3 separate regions of the Mus musculus genome follow, and all the other regions are linked to region 1. Evidence: chromatin contacts called from public Hi-C and promoter capture Hi-C data. All regions are on one chromosome and are shown on one strand. The core of a region is the stretch at or near the end of the contact, and the rest is flanking DNA. Distances in the headings are between cores, read along the strand shown. Region 1 has its middle 26 kb from the start of Gm33742. Region 2 overlaps Ypel2 (yippee like 2). Region 3 has its middle 17 kb from the start of Ypel2.

Region 1 (4,394 bases), core at 758-3,257:
TGGGTTACTCCTTCCTCAGTGACGCTCCCATCTGCCACAATTCTTCCTCTCTTATCCTTAATAAACCCTAACACATATGCATTTGCTCTGCTAGAGAGAGTGGGGGGGTAGGAATCACTCTTTTAAAATAACGCAGTCTTGGTCAAAGAGTCAATATTCAGTGGAAATAGTTCCCTTTGTGAAAATTATCTTAAACCAAGTTCATATTCAGACAGCCTGGACAGACTAGCCTAGGCAGCTAGGGCAGACTCGTGCCACCGCTGGGGATTTTAGTGACTTCAGTCAGCTAGTGTTAAGTCTCTTGAACTAGACAATGGCAGCCCACAGGAGGTTGTAGCACCAGGTGTGGGGCTTCACACCATTAACCCCAGCATGCAGGAGGAGGCAGAGGCAGGTGGATCTCTGAGTTTGAAGCCAGCCTGGTCTACAAAGCAAGTTCTAGGACAGCCAAGGCTACCCATAGGGAAAAAGACAGACAGACAGACAAGTAGGTTGCATTAGTCAGCAAGTTCTCTAACACAGAATTATGTCCCCAAACTTCTTTTTACTTCTTATTTTGAGACAAGGTGTCACTAAGCTGCCCAGGAAGGCCTCAAACCTGACATCCTCCTGCCTCAGCCTCCTGAAGAGCTGGGGTTACAGGTCTATATTGCTGGGTCTAGCCAATAACTGCTTCTGAGGTTAGTGGATGAATACATTCAATGTTTTTTTTTTTTTTTTTTTTTTTTTAAGCAGCGTGTGACATATTAACAAAGTAGCTCTCTGTAGACATCTAGGTCTGACCATCCCAGCTAATAAGTCTGAGCCAAGGCACTTCACACATTCGTCCCCGTTATCTAGCATTTGCTTGCCTGAGACCACATGCCTTGAAAGGGTCTTGTTAGTGTGTCACGATTCCAGAACACAAATAGCCCTTGATCCAAGTTTGTGGAGTCGGCCTTGGAGCTAAATATGCCTCACTGACATGTTTTATTTGGCCCACAGAATGCTGCCTCTTTTTTTTTTCCTTTCTTTCTTTTTAAGCTACATTAGCTGCCAACACTTCAAAAGAAAGAGACTTCACGGAAGAACCCAGACTCCCAGCTCTTTAGAAACTGAAAGATCTGGTAATGCAGGTGCGCGGTGTCGTTAAACTCATAACCACCCATGGCTCCGCAGCTGTTGCCTCCTTAGCTGAGCCGTGTGTCCTCCTCCACCACAGCATCCACCGCTCCTTCCATCCTGATCCTTTCTGTTCCCAGGCAGGTATCCTGTATGCCTAGCCTTTCCGTAGCCATTTGTACTTAAGATCCTGTACTGTGGTGGGGTGTCATGTGCTACCGAGGCCCCTAACCTCCAGCACTAGCTGGTAACGCTACTGTGTCTCATCTCCCTGCTTGAAAACAGATGTGCACACAGGTATGGTGGCACATTCCTGTAATCTCAGCAGCTGGGCACCGAGGCAGGAGAATCTCTGTGACTTCCAGGCCAGCCTGGTTTACATAGTGGAGTTCTAGAGCTACATAGTGAGGCCCTGTCTTGGAGGAGGAGGAGGAGGAGGAGGAGGAGGAGGAGGAGGAGGAGGAGGAGGAGGAGGAGGAGGAGTCAAGGCACAAAGGCTTGATTGCGCTGCGTGAGACCCTGTCTCAAATAAACAAATCATTATTTAAAAGGATAAAACTGGAAAGGCTGGCAGAGCTATCTGACTGGCACCTGCTCTTTCCTTTTTCTAACAAGCCTCCCTTCCCATCAGCTCCATCCGCCCACCTCATTGCCAGGCTGTTATTTCCCTTAAACCTAGGGTACCTTCTTCCCAGCTCCCCCCGCTTCCTTCCTCTCTCAGTAAACAAGCACGTTGGTCCCCCTCTGCCTTCAGAGTTTTACCGTTAATCACGGCGGGGGAACAGACAGGAAATAACAACCGGGACGTGGCGAAGTTTAAGACGACTTGCCAGTCTTAGTCACAGCCCTGGTGCCCTGAAATGAGCGCACCTGGAAGAGCGCTCCTCCCTTTGCGAGCCTCTCAAAGCAGGTAGGATGGGCAGAGAGGGGCTGTACAGTGCCGCCGAGAACAGCGGGAGAAGCCCTGCCTTGACTGGGAGCAGCCGTTAGGTGGCAGCACAGGGCACGTCTTTCCAGGTCTTTCCACAACGGATGGGCCAAAGTGAGGCACCGAATTTTCTAGGAAGGGATAACCTAGAACCATATCAGGGCAGGCATTTGGGCTGAGACCAGCGAAAAGTGAGTCAGCCAAGACTCCCCGTGACACCGTGCTGTCTGGCAGCCAGCTGGGGCACGCGGGTGTCTGCTTCCTCTGGTAGAAGATTCTACGGCAGACCTTAGGCCCAATAGAATATTTTCACCCTGACATCTAGATTTTAACTTTTATTTTAATGTTTTTTTCCCTCTCTCTAGTTTTGTTTTTTGTTTCTTTGAGATAGCATCTCATGTAGCCCAGGCTGGCCTCAGACTCCCTCTGTGATCAGGAATGACCTTAAATGACGGATCTCATTGCTTCTGCCTCCAAGGGCTGAGCTTAAATGAATGCCACACGACACCTCGATCTTAAAGGCAAGCCATCCGAAGCCCAGACATTGGCCTGCCCTCCTGTTGGTTCTGTGCTGGGAACCCATTCCAGTGTGGGTATGGCTTCACTAGTGCCAGCCGAGTATATGTCTGTCCTCTGGTTTCAAAGTATTAATGGACGTCTACTTGGTATAACTAAAGTACTATTAACTTGAGCCAGGCATGGTGACATAGGTCTGGAATCATCCCTAGGGAGGTGGAGGTAGGAGGTTAGAAGTTCAAAGCCAGCCTCATCTACATAGTTGGCTATGCAGCAAATTCAAGGTCAGCTTGGGCTACATGATAGCCTGTCTCTGGGGTAGGGAGTTGGGGGACTAATTTGATTTTTCCTAGTTTCTAGTGTGAAACTAGGGGGAGAATCTTTGCACGTGGTAGAGTGGGCTTATGGGACACGGGTAAAGAAAAACAAGCTTTCTTTCTGCCTCCAGCTACCTATCCACTTGGGAGAAACGTGAGAGCCTATAGTCCAGATAGCGGGAGTCTGCAGCCTCAGCGCTCCATGCTGAATGGAATGCAAGCCTTTTTAGGGAACTAGCTGGTACAATCGTGCCTCTTATCAAGAGTGGCCTAGCATTACAGGGCCGGGCCATGCACACCCAAAATAACTCACCAGTCCTCTCAAATGACATTAGTAAAACCAAATGTATTCCTAGAATTTAAACACAGGCTCAAACAACTGCCCCCGTAACAAAACCGTGTTCTCAGACTTCAACTAATTTAGGGGACAGGTCAGTGATCAAAGCAAAGAAAGGCCTTATTATAAGGTAGCATTGGCTTGAAGGCTCTGGCCTCAGAAGGGAAATTTCCCTAGAAAACAACTCCTGATTCAAAGCTTACTGGTTAAAAAAAAAAAAAAAAAAAAAAAAAAAGAAGCAAGTCCAGGACTCCCAGCAGGCGGAGTCTGCGACTCTGAAACTATGAAGTCCCAGAAGCAGCTTCAGCTCTCCCTCAATGGACACTTGAAACCACACGGTGCAGGCATGCCTCAGAAAAAGGCAGCCTTTATGCTGAGCAGACCTCCTTGGAGCCTCAGCATGGTGGTACACACTTGTAATCCCAGCACTAGGGAGGCTAAGGCAGAAGGGAGTTTGAGGACCAGCCTGGGCTACATAGAGACTTTCAAGCAAACCTAGGCTATAAGCAAGAATCTATCTCCAAAAAGTGAATACTAAGGTTCATACTAAGGCAGGGCACTGGATATCACAAGATCTTATGAGGTGCAGGCAGACAGGAGGATCGGGACTTCCTTGCCTATATAGCTAGCTAAAGGACAAGCTGGGATACATGTGACCCATTCTGAGTCTACCCAGGAGAAAAGACCACCAATAACAGAACATCACACTTCCTTTGCTAAAACAGTTCTTAGCTCAAGGAGTACAGATTCTAGAACACACACCAAACATGTGGGAAATGGCAATTAAGACATGCCACATTGGGAAAAGAATAAACACACAAAACAAAACAAAATAAAAAAGAAATACCGCATCAGACATCAGGGCCAGTGAACCAGTGAACTGGCTCGACAAGTTGTCCTCAGACTTCCACAGGGACATACTCCACACTCGCATGCGCACACACACACACACAAACAAATGTATGGTTTTGAGACAGGGTCTGGCTGTGGAGCTCTAGCTGGCCTGGAACTCACTATGTAGACTAGGCTGGCCCGTCAAACTCACAAAAAATCTTCCTGCATCTGTCTCCAGTGTGCTGGGACTAAAGGAATTAATTAAAGCATTAAAAGGTCATGCACCATCATGACCTGAAGGGTAATTTTTTAAATAATAAAAAATGAAAGAAAGAAAAGAATATTCATCATTGAAGCCAGA
Region 2 (4,305 bases), core at 76-2,575, 79 kb after region 1:
CCAAGAAGGTACCAGCCCTTGGAGCCACCACCTAGAGAGGCTTGAACCACATGACAGCCACATGACGAGGGTAGCCAGCTTGTTTGAGAACTAATTCCCTTTGTAACACCTTGCCAAGACAAGATGGCCAGTGTGGATGTTTGTGTATTTTAAAAGGTAAGTAGAAAACCATAATGACCATGAATTTCACAACTTCTTCCCAGTTTTCCCCGTCTCCCCCATTATGTCCCATAGGTAGAAGATTCTGCCATGTAGTCCCAGCTTTCTTGTTCTTCTGGAAACACAGGACACTAAGAGTGGGGGAGAGGAACAGGCTCCAGGTGGAGCCGAATGAATGAATGACTCTAAAGCTTCGCTTACCTGAGGCTCTGGCAACCTGTCTATTCCCTGGAGGCGTTCCCACTTGCCTACCTTCCCAGCAGAGCTGGGAGTGTTAATTAACACCTGCATCATGCTTTGAAGATTAAATTATTTAGAGAAATGGGGGAGGAAGACAAATAAAATAAGCTCTTCCTTGCTGGACTGTCTGGGATCCATCTGGACTTAAGAGAAAACCTGTGAATTATAATGTTCTTTTTCCTCTAAATCCACTAAAAGCAAGTCTTCCATGAAAGGCTGCATACCCTGTCCCCACCAACCTGCCTTTCATTCTTTCCACACCAGCCTTTGGGGCTCTCAACCTTTCGGAGTGGATAATACCACTGCCTAGCACTATAATGAAGACAAGAGTGGCTACTAGCCCTTATACGTCTCCACAGCACCCTTGAGCCAAGTAGGCTCCAAGTGTAACACACATCTCTCATGTGACTTGTCTAATTTCTAAAGGGATTCAGATTCAAACCCACAGGGGCCAGGGCACAATGTCTTCCCTGCTCAGTCTCCCACCTGTTCAGGATGAGGAATTGGGTTACACAGAGAAATGCTGGCAGGAGGCAGAGGTGGGAAATGACACCATACACTGTGCCTCAGAGTTAGGCACAGCCACAGCGGATGCCTTGGATCCCAAGCTGGCCTGCAGTGAGCAAAGGCTCAAAGGTGAAAGGGCTAAGTTACCATTCCCTGCCCTTCCACTGGGTTTCCTGGCACGTGCTCAATATTTCCAACACCCCAATTCTGCTGCTAGCAAGGACAAAAATTCCAGAAGGGGACATAGAGACATGGAAGCAGCATTCAGCCGAAGTTCACACCAAATGCCGCTGTTTTATTAGACGGTGGGAGTTCTTTTTGTTTGGTCTGGGTTTTGTTTGTTTGCTCTCTTCATAGCCCAAGCCGGCCTGGAACTTCTTGCCTCTGTTCCCTAGAGCTGGGATTAGAAGTGTGCAACACCATTACCAGCTGTCTAAGCCAGATGCTAAGTCCACAGCCGGGGCTGCCCGGTGGCCAGGATGAGCAGCACCGAACCCAGGTCTTACACAAACAGCAGCTCGAGAAAGGAAAGCAATGGCTCGGGCGGCCTTTCTGCTTTAGAGAGGCCACGCGGTGTGTTTTCTTAAGCACGCAGGCAGCCTCTCAATTATGCATTTCCCTGGAGTAGAATTATTTCTTTTCTCACCGCTCCTCTGTAGGAAGCCTAAAAAAAAGCAGAGGTTCCTGGTTATGCCCTGAATTCACAAACACTGAATTCACAGCTCTGTCTACAGAATAAAGATCTGTGGCATCTTAAGTACTGAGTAAGTCACATAGACCGGCGTAATGTGCCTCACCAAGACTGAGCTACCATATAAGTAATGGCCCAGGCTGCAAGGTACTGAAAAACCCTGAAAAGAATTGGGCCATGGGTGGGTTTGGTTTTGAGACGGGACCCTACATGACTTTGGCTGGCCTGGGACTTGCCAGGTAAATTAGGCTGGCCTTGAACTCAGAGATTCAAAAGGTTTGGAATTCTGAGCAAGTGGATTAAAGGTGTGTCCTGTCACGCCCTGAATTATTCCTCTTTAGTAATTTCACAAGCATCCTAAAAAAGGGACTTCTTTGGGGAAGGGAGACAAGCAGGTAGAAAGTATTAGTAGTTCTGGGTTCAAACTGGTCCAGACAAGCTGGAAAGACCTAGAAGAAAGGCAAGAATGGTAGTGAGACCAGGCCAGAGACAGCAGCAGTTAAGAGCATGCACTGCTCTGGCACAGGCAGCTGCAAGCACCCACAGCAGATGGCTCACAGCAGCCTGCAACCCCAGCTTCAGAGGATCCGATGCCTATGACCTCAGCGCTTGCACACCCACGTGCATGCTTCTCCTCCTTCTAAAATAAAACACCTTGCAAGGATGTCAAGGCAGTGGCAAGAGGCATTCTGTATCCAATGGGAAACCACAGGCCAAATAGAAAACAAAGATCAATACCAGACCTGATGAAGAGGGGGAAGGAAATCAACTAACCAGCCAGCGTTCCTCCCATCTGTAGCAGTCAGGGTTCTTAAGTAGCAAAGCCGACATGGGATTGGAGGGGCTCAAAGGATCTGGTCCAGCTAGCCCTACATTGGCCATCTACTCACAGATGGGCCAAGAATCCAGGAGACATTCAGAGGCAAATGTCTCGGCTGACCTTCTGCCTATGCCACACCTTTCTATGGGCTTTTCCAGCAGGCGTGGATCCAGATTAAATCGGGTCTTCCCATTTTCAAATTAAGAAAAATTCCTAGCTGGGTGGTGGTAGCACATGCCTTTAATCCCAACACTTGGGAGGAGGGTGTGGCAGACAGGGGGATGGGGACAGGCTGGATCTCTGTGAGTTCAAGGGAGTTCCAGAATAGCCAAAGCTACACAAGAGAAATCCTGTCTGGCCAAAAGAAGAGAGAAAAGAGAAGGGAAGAGAGAAGAGAGAGAAAAGAGAAGGGAAGAGAGAGAAAAGAAAAAAAAAAGAGACCCCTCACAGGTATACCTAGTCACTTGGGTTTTAATCCCAGATATAGTTGACAACCAAGAGCAGCCATCACATCATTTAAGGGAGATTTAAATTGCTTAATTTTCAATAAAGAGAATTGCATTGATTTTCCTGAGGAGGAAGGAATTATGCATGCAGGGTCACAGAACTCAGCACGTTTTAATTTCTGAACTTTGGTCCCTGCTAATGGTGGCATGGCATGCATGGAATCAAGAGTCCAACCTGTTGAGCATTTTGTGAAGTCCAATTGATTTCCAACGATAATCAAAAGCCTCGGGGCTTATGTACAATTTAAACAGCATTTTAAGTGAACTAATAATCTACGGTAGAGACTAAAGGGAGACTTTTCTACCAGCAGCAGCTGGCTCATGCTGCTCGCTTCAGAAAGAAAATGAGCAGTATTATGATTAAAAATAAAGATCTTAGCTATATCACAACCTCGAGAGCCAACGGCATGGGGGACACACGCTGAGCCTGGCGGCCCCTCCTGACTGACAGGCCATTCCCACGGGGAGTCACAGTAGACACTGAAATTCAAAACCGAACCTCCCAGGTGTCACTGGGAAGAGTGGCATGTACTCGTTAGTTAAGCCATAAGGAACCTGAGAGGTGACCTGGAAGCCAGGCGGCACCGCACAACAGCCTCAAAAACTGGCCGCTAGAGAAAACACCACAGAAAAGACAGGGCTGTCCCTAACACGCGCCTGTGCTGTTGTTTATATAGAAAGGTGAACAGTGAGCTCTAGAAACTCAAGAGGGAGTCCTATTCCTTCCTAGCTGGGCAATACCTAGCAAGCCCCTCAATCGCTGACCCTTGTTTCCGTCTAAGTGTGAGATGAGATGACCCAGTGTTTTTTTTTAGGGCTGGCACACAATCTACAAATGAAACTAAGTATTTTCAGTGCTCAGCAGAAACACAATGATAACTGCTTTGGATGGGACAACTTGAACTGTTTGTGTGGTTCCAACACACTAGGCTCACATTCACACCTTCAGACTTTTGTAGACATTCCCTGCTGCCTCCAAGTCTAGTACAGCTTTCTCCTGTCCCTACACCAAGCTCTCACTTGTCCACTAAGGTGGGTGTGGCAATGCTGTAAAACTGCCATTTGGAAAGCTGAGGCAGGAAGATACTGGGAGTTAGAGGACACCCTGGGCCACAGAGCAAGAAACCAGAGCAGGGGACAGAACTTGGATTCAGTTTGGATTCTTCTCACTAGTGGGCAAAATGTCTGAAAGGAGATAACAGTGTCTTCATCCTGAAGGATGATGAATCAGACAAGAAAAAGCGGAACATTCAACAGCCTTGATTAGCTACAATCATTCTTACCAACAAGGAAAGGGATACGAGTTAGTGTTCCTACCCTCCATGACCAAAGGTACCAGTATCCCCGTGCCCCTGGCTGATTCATGGTTAGGAGGTTGTGCA
Region 3 (4,537 bases), core at 650-3,149, 120 kb after region 1:
GGATTGCAGGCCTGGTTTCTCTCTCTCTCTCTCTCTCTCTCTCTCTCTCTCTCTCTCTCTCTCCTGTGTGTGTGTGTGTGTGCATGTGTTTGTGTCCCCGTGTGTGTCCCCGTGTCTATGTGTCTGTCTGTCTCTTTCTGTATGTCTGTCTATCTGTCTCACCTCAACCTTGGTCTGTGCTAGAGATTGAACCTAGAGCCTCCTGTATGCTGTGTATGCTAACCTACCTGTGCTCCAGCCTGAAGATCTTGAGTTGTGTGTGCACACATTCATTCATGTGTGTGTGTGCGTATGTGTGTGTGTGCGCGCGTGCGTGGAGAGGCCAGAGGTGATGTCTTCCTCTCCTTTTTTTAGTTTTTCAAGACAGGGTTTCTCCTGGCTGTCCTGGAACTCACTCTGTAAACCAGGCTGGCCTCGAACTCAGAAATCCGCCTGCCTCTGCCTCCCAAGTGCTGGGATTAAAGGCGTGCGCCACCACTGCCCAATTTCTCCACTTTATTTTAAGACAGGGTCTCTCACTGAACCCAGAGCTCACTGATTCAACTAGACCTGCTGGCCGATGATCCAGCGATTCGCTTCTCCCTGCCCACATTGCTGAAGCTATAGACTCATTGCTCAGCTTTTACCCTGTGCTAGGGATGGAAGCTCAAGCCCTCCTGCTTGGGCCATGGTCTGGTTGTCGTTTTGATACAGGGTCTCACATTGTAGCTCAACAGTATGAGGGCCTCAAGATTGAGGTGGTCTCCTACCTTGGCTTTCCAAATACTGGGATTATAGACGTAAGCCACTATGCCCAGCTTAACTCAAGACCCTCTCTTCAGAAGAGGAATCTAGAGTCGGCACCGTGCTCTTCTCTGCTCTCTGCTGAGCCCTCTCTTACCTGCCTCCAAGTACTCCGCTGAGCAAGTCACAGAAAGACTGGCAAGAAGCCACAAAAGCAGAGCTATATTCCGCAGTGAAGCCTGTTATGGGGTGCAGGACACATCACCCTCAGAAATAACCCAGTAAGTAAGCTGGATGAGGGTCGTCAGCCGAAACTCATTTCTCGAAAGGAAATTAACGTCTGTCTCCAGCCTAATGAGGACCTGCGCTTCTGGCTTTTGTTGTTTTGTTTTGAAAACCGGGTCTCACTGTGTAGCCCTGGCTAGTTTGGAACTCAGGATGTAGACCAGGCTGACCTCAAATTCCCAGAAACCTACTCGCCTCTGCTGGGATTAAAGGCACAAGCCACCCCACCCCACCCTCCAGTTTCCTGGTTTTATTAACATTTGTTACAGTGAAGGCACCAATCAGTACATTTTTAAATCCAATAATTCCCATTTCCTGAGATTTTACGTAATGTTGTTTTTCTCTTCTTACTGGCATCTCAGCCAAAATATCAGGTTATAGTTTGTCAACTTTCTCTACTGTAGTTACACACACACACACACACACACAAATAAATCAATGTAACTTCTGTTTTTGTTTTTTTGTTTTTTGTTTTTTTTTTTTGAGACAAGGTTTCTCTGTGTAACCCTGGCTCTCCTGGAACTCACTCTGTAGCCCTGGCTGGCCTGGAAATCACATATCCACCTGCCTCTGCCTCCTGAGTGCTGGGATTAAAGATGTGTGCCACCAGGCCCAACCAGGTTTAGCTTTTGTTGTTGTTGTTTGTTTTTTTGAGGCAGGGTTTTTCTGTGTAGTCCTGGCTGTCCTGGAACTCACTTTGTAGACCAGGCTGGCCTTGAACTCAGAAATCCGCTTGCCTCTGCCTCCCAAGTGCTGGGATTAAAGGCGTGCACCACCACGCCCGGCAGCATTTTTTAAAAATAAAAACAGGTGTGTTCAGATTACCAAAAGAGAACAATTCGGTAGTTCCCACAACCCAATGCAAGACTGACTCAAATCATAATTAGGTCTAGGGAGACCTCCTGTGGTTAAACTTGGGTATAGCTTCCCAGTGTCCGCTTTCCAGGCCTGGTCATTCCTAATGAATCCAAGAGTTCTCTCTTCACCCCAACCAGCCTCAGGCAAAATCTAAGAACATTCTGGGAGCATCACTACCAGTAGAGGCCAGATACACGCTGAGCTTCCTATAACGTTCGGGATCACCCTGAAATTTAAAAATTTGAGGCCAAGAGCTGTGAATACAACTATAATGGAGAGAGCCAAAGATCCTCATTTTTGGGGGGGGGGGTGCTGGAGAGATGGTTCAGTGGTTAATACTACTGAATGCTCTTCCAGAGGTCCTGAGTTCAATTCCCAGCAACAACATGGTGGCTCACAACCATCTATAATGGGATCCGGTGTCCTCTTCTGGTGTGTCTGAAGACAGCTACAGTGTACTCATATATGCATAAAATAAATAAATCCTTTTAAGAAGGTTGTGGAGAGATACATTCTTTTATTTATTTAGGATTTTAAAAACACATTTTGTTTATTTTTGCTTTGCTTTGGAGACAGGGTCTCACAGGCTGTCTTAAACTTACTAGGTATTTCAGGTTAGCCTTGAACTTTTAGCAATCCTGCCTCAGCCTCCCGCAAGCTGGGATTACATTTCCCAGCTGTGTAAAACAGTTCCAGGGGATCTGAGAAGCTCACACAGATACACATGCAGGTGAAACACTAATGCACATAAAATAAAAATAAATAACTTAAAAGTTTCTTGATTAATGATCATACTCTGGCTTTAAAAAAATGTCCTTTTTTATTTTGTGTGTTGGGGTGCTGTGCACACATGCCATCATATGCCTGCCATCATATGCCATCAGTGGTCAGGGGACAGTTTGTGAGAGTCAGCTCTCTTCCACCACATGGGTTGCTGTCCTCACCCTGGACAGCAAGAAACTTTGCCTGCTGATTCATCTCGCCCTCCTCCCACCCCCACCCCACCCCCATCTGCTCTTTTTTTTAAAATTTATTTATTATATGTAAGTGCACTGCAGCTGTCTTCAGACACACCAGAAGAGGATACCGGATCCCATTACAGATGGTTGTGAGCCACCATGTGGTTGCTGGGATTTGAACTCAGGACCTTTGGAAGAGCAGTCGGGTGCTCTTACCTGCTGAGCCATCTCACCAGCCCCACTCTTTTTTTTTTTAAAGATTTATTTATTATTATATCTAAGCACACTGTAGCTGTCTTAACCTAACCCTGATGCACCAGAAGAGGTCGTCAGATCTCATTACAGATGGTTGTGAGCCACCATGTGGTTGCGAGGATTTGAACTCAGGACCTTCGGAAAAGCAGTAGGTGCTCTTAACCACTGAGCCATCTCTCCAGCCCCCACGGCTGCTCTTATATTGGACACAGGCTCACTCTGTAGCTCTGGTTGGCCCAGACCTTACTGTGTACCAGACTGATCTCAAAGAGTGCCGGGATTAAAAGTGTGGACCAAGTGGGGCGGTGGTGGCACACACCTTTAATACCAACACTCAGGAGGCAGAGGCAGGCAGATCTCTGTGAGTTCAAGGCCAGCCTGGTCTACAGAGTGAGTTCCAGGACAGCCAGGGCTACACAGTGAAACTCAGTATTAGGGGGTGGGGGTGGGGTGGAGTGGGGGATAGTTGTGCACCCCCAAATCTGGACTGCTTTTCCTTTTTTAATTAAAAATTTCTCATAGGATATATTTTGATCATGTTTTCCCCTCCCCACCCAATTTTAAGTTTTATATTCTCTCTCAAAACAAAAAGAAAAACAACAAAACAAAACAAAACAAAAAAACTATACACAATAACAGAATGCCAGAACCAGAAATCAAGAAACAAAAACTCCCTACAAAAACAAAATTTAAAACAAACTGGCAAAAGACTAATAACACAAAAAAAGGCCTAAACAAAGCAAAACTAAGGAAAAAGTTCATAAAACACCATTGAGTTTGTTCTGTTGAGCAGCTACTTTTTGGCATGGGGTCTCCTGGACTGTGGTTGATGTACTCAGTGACACTCCACTGGCGAAAGCAGATTCCAAAACTGGTTTTCCACAGACCACAACCTCAGCTCTTTCTATTTATTGTCTATTTACTTACTTACTTACTTACTTACTTATTTACTTACTTTATTTATTTATGTACATATCAGCTTGGGGAGCTGTTTGTTTTTCTTTTGTCTTGTTTAATGCACCCTAGGACCACCTGTCTAGGGGTAGTAGCATCCACAACGGACTGGACCCTTCTATGCTTATCATTAACAAAGAAAATGCCCCGTAGACTTGAGTCTAAGCCAACCTGACATAGGGATTTTCCTAATTGTGACTCCCTCTTTACAAATGACCCTACTTTGTGTCAAGCTGATTTAAAAAAAACAAAAACAAAACTAACCAACACACTGAGTTGTCCTTTTAAAATTGTGTGTGTGTTTTGTACTTCTGAGTGTCAAATCTAGAACTTCTTCCAAGCTAGGCAAGTATTGTATCACAGACCCCCATCCTCAGCCCTTTTTATTTATTTATTAATTATTTACCTACTTTATTTATTTGTGTATGTGTGTGCGCGCACACACACGCATATTATCTTCATCCCTACTTTTTACTTACATTTCATTTTGAGACAGGGTCTCA

The links. Hi-C and Micro-C count contacts between places; a contact is called where the count stands out from the background. Capture Hi-C pulls out chosen DNA fragments and counts their contacts.
Region 2: a promoter capture Hi-C map of adipose tissue shows a contact between it and region 1. The contact joins two enhancer-like sites. A contact is called at or near these places in 20 of 484 Hi-C or Micro-C datasets (the 63-12 cell line, CD4 single positive thymocytes, CD8 T cells and 16 more), 21 of 115 datasets of contacts at active chromatin or transcription factors (SST interneurons, bone marrow-derived macrophages, craniofacial prominence and 14 more) and 3 of 9 other capture datasets (adipose tissue, liver and pancreatic islet).
Region 3: a contact with region 1 is called in a Hi-C map of bone marrow-derived macrophages, with 78 read pairs. The contact joins two enhancer-like sites. A contact is called at or near these places in 7 of 15 datasets of contacts at CTCF or cohesin (CD8 T cells, the G1E-ER4 cell line, the NIH/3T3 cell line and 3 more), 179 of 484 Hi-C or Micro-C datasets (2-cell-like embryonic stem cells, the AML12 cell line, the AtT-20 cell line and 91 more), 43 of 115 datasets of contacts at active chromatin or transcription factors (the 230-238 cell line, the NIH/3T3 cell line, T-cell acute lymphoblastic leukemia and 28 more) and 3 of 9 other capture datasets (adipose tissue, embryonic tail and liver).

What each region holds. Positions count from the first base shown.
Region 1 is chr11:86,892,279-86,896,672 of GRCm38.p6, forward strand. No RefSeq gene overlaps it. Among named protein-coding and RNA genes, the nearest start is that of Gm33742, 26 kb to the left of the region's middle. Within about 2 kb of position 2,008, at least 152 of the 459 cell types and tissues checked have an H3K27ac peak or open chromatin away from gene starts, as enhancers often do. A contact at or near this core is called in SST interneurons, adipose tissue, bone marrow-derived macrophages and 4 more, where this site is marked.
Region 2 is chr11:86,972,441-86,976,745 of GRCm38.p6, forward strand. All of the region lies in intron 1 of Ypel2 (yippee like 2), which reads right to left. Among named protein-coding and RNA genes, the nearest start is that of Gm51915, 8.1 kb to the right of the region's middle. Within about 2 kb of position 1,326, at least 37 of the 459 cell types and tissues checked have an H3K27ac peak or open chromatin away from gene starts, as enhancers often do. A contact at or near this core is called in SST interneurons, adipose tissue, muscle stem cells and 1 more, where this site is marked.
Region 3 is chr11:87,008,787-87,013,323 of GRCm38.p6, forward strand. No RefSeq gene overlaps it. Among named protein-coding and RNA genes, the nearest start is that of Ypel2, 17 kb to the left of the region's middle. Within about 2 kb of position 1,900, at least 73 of the 459 cell types and tissues checked have an H3K27ac peak or open chromatin away from gene starts, as enhancers often do. A contact at or near this core is called in bone marrow-derived macrophages, pancreatic cancer cells and stem cell-derived neural stem cells, where this site is marked.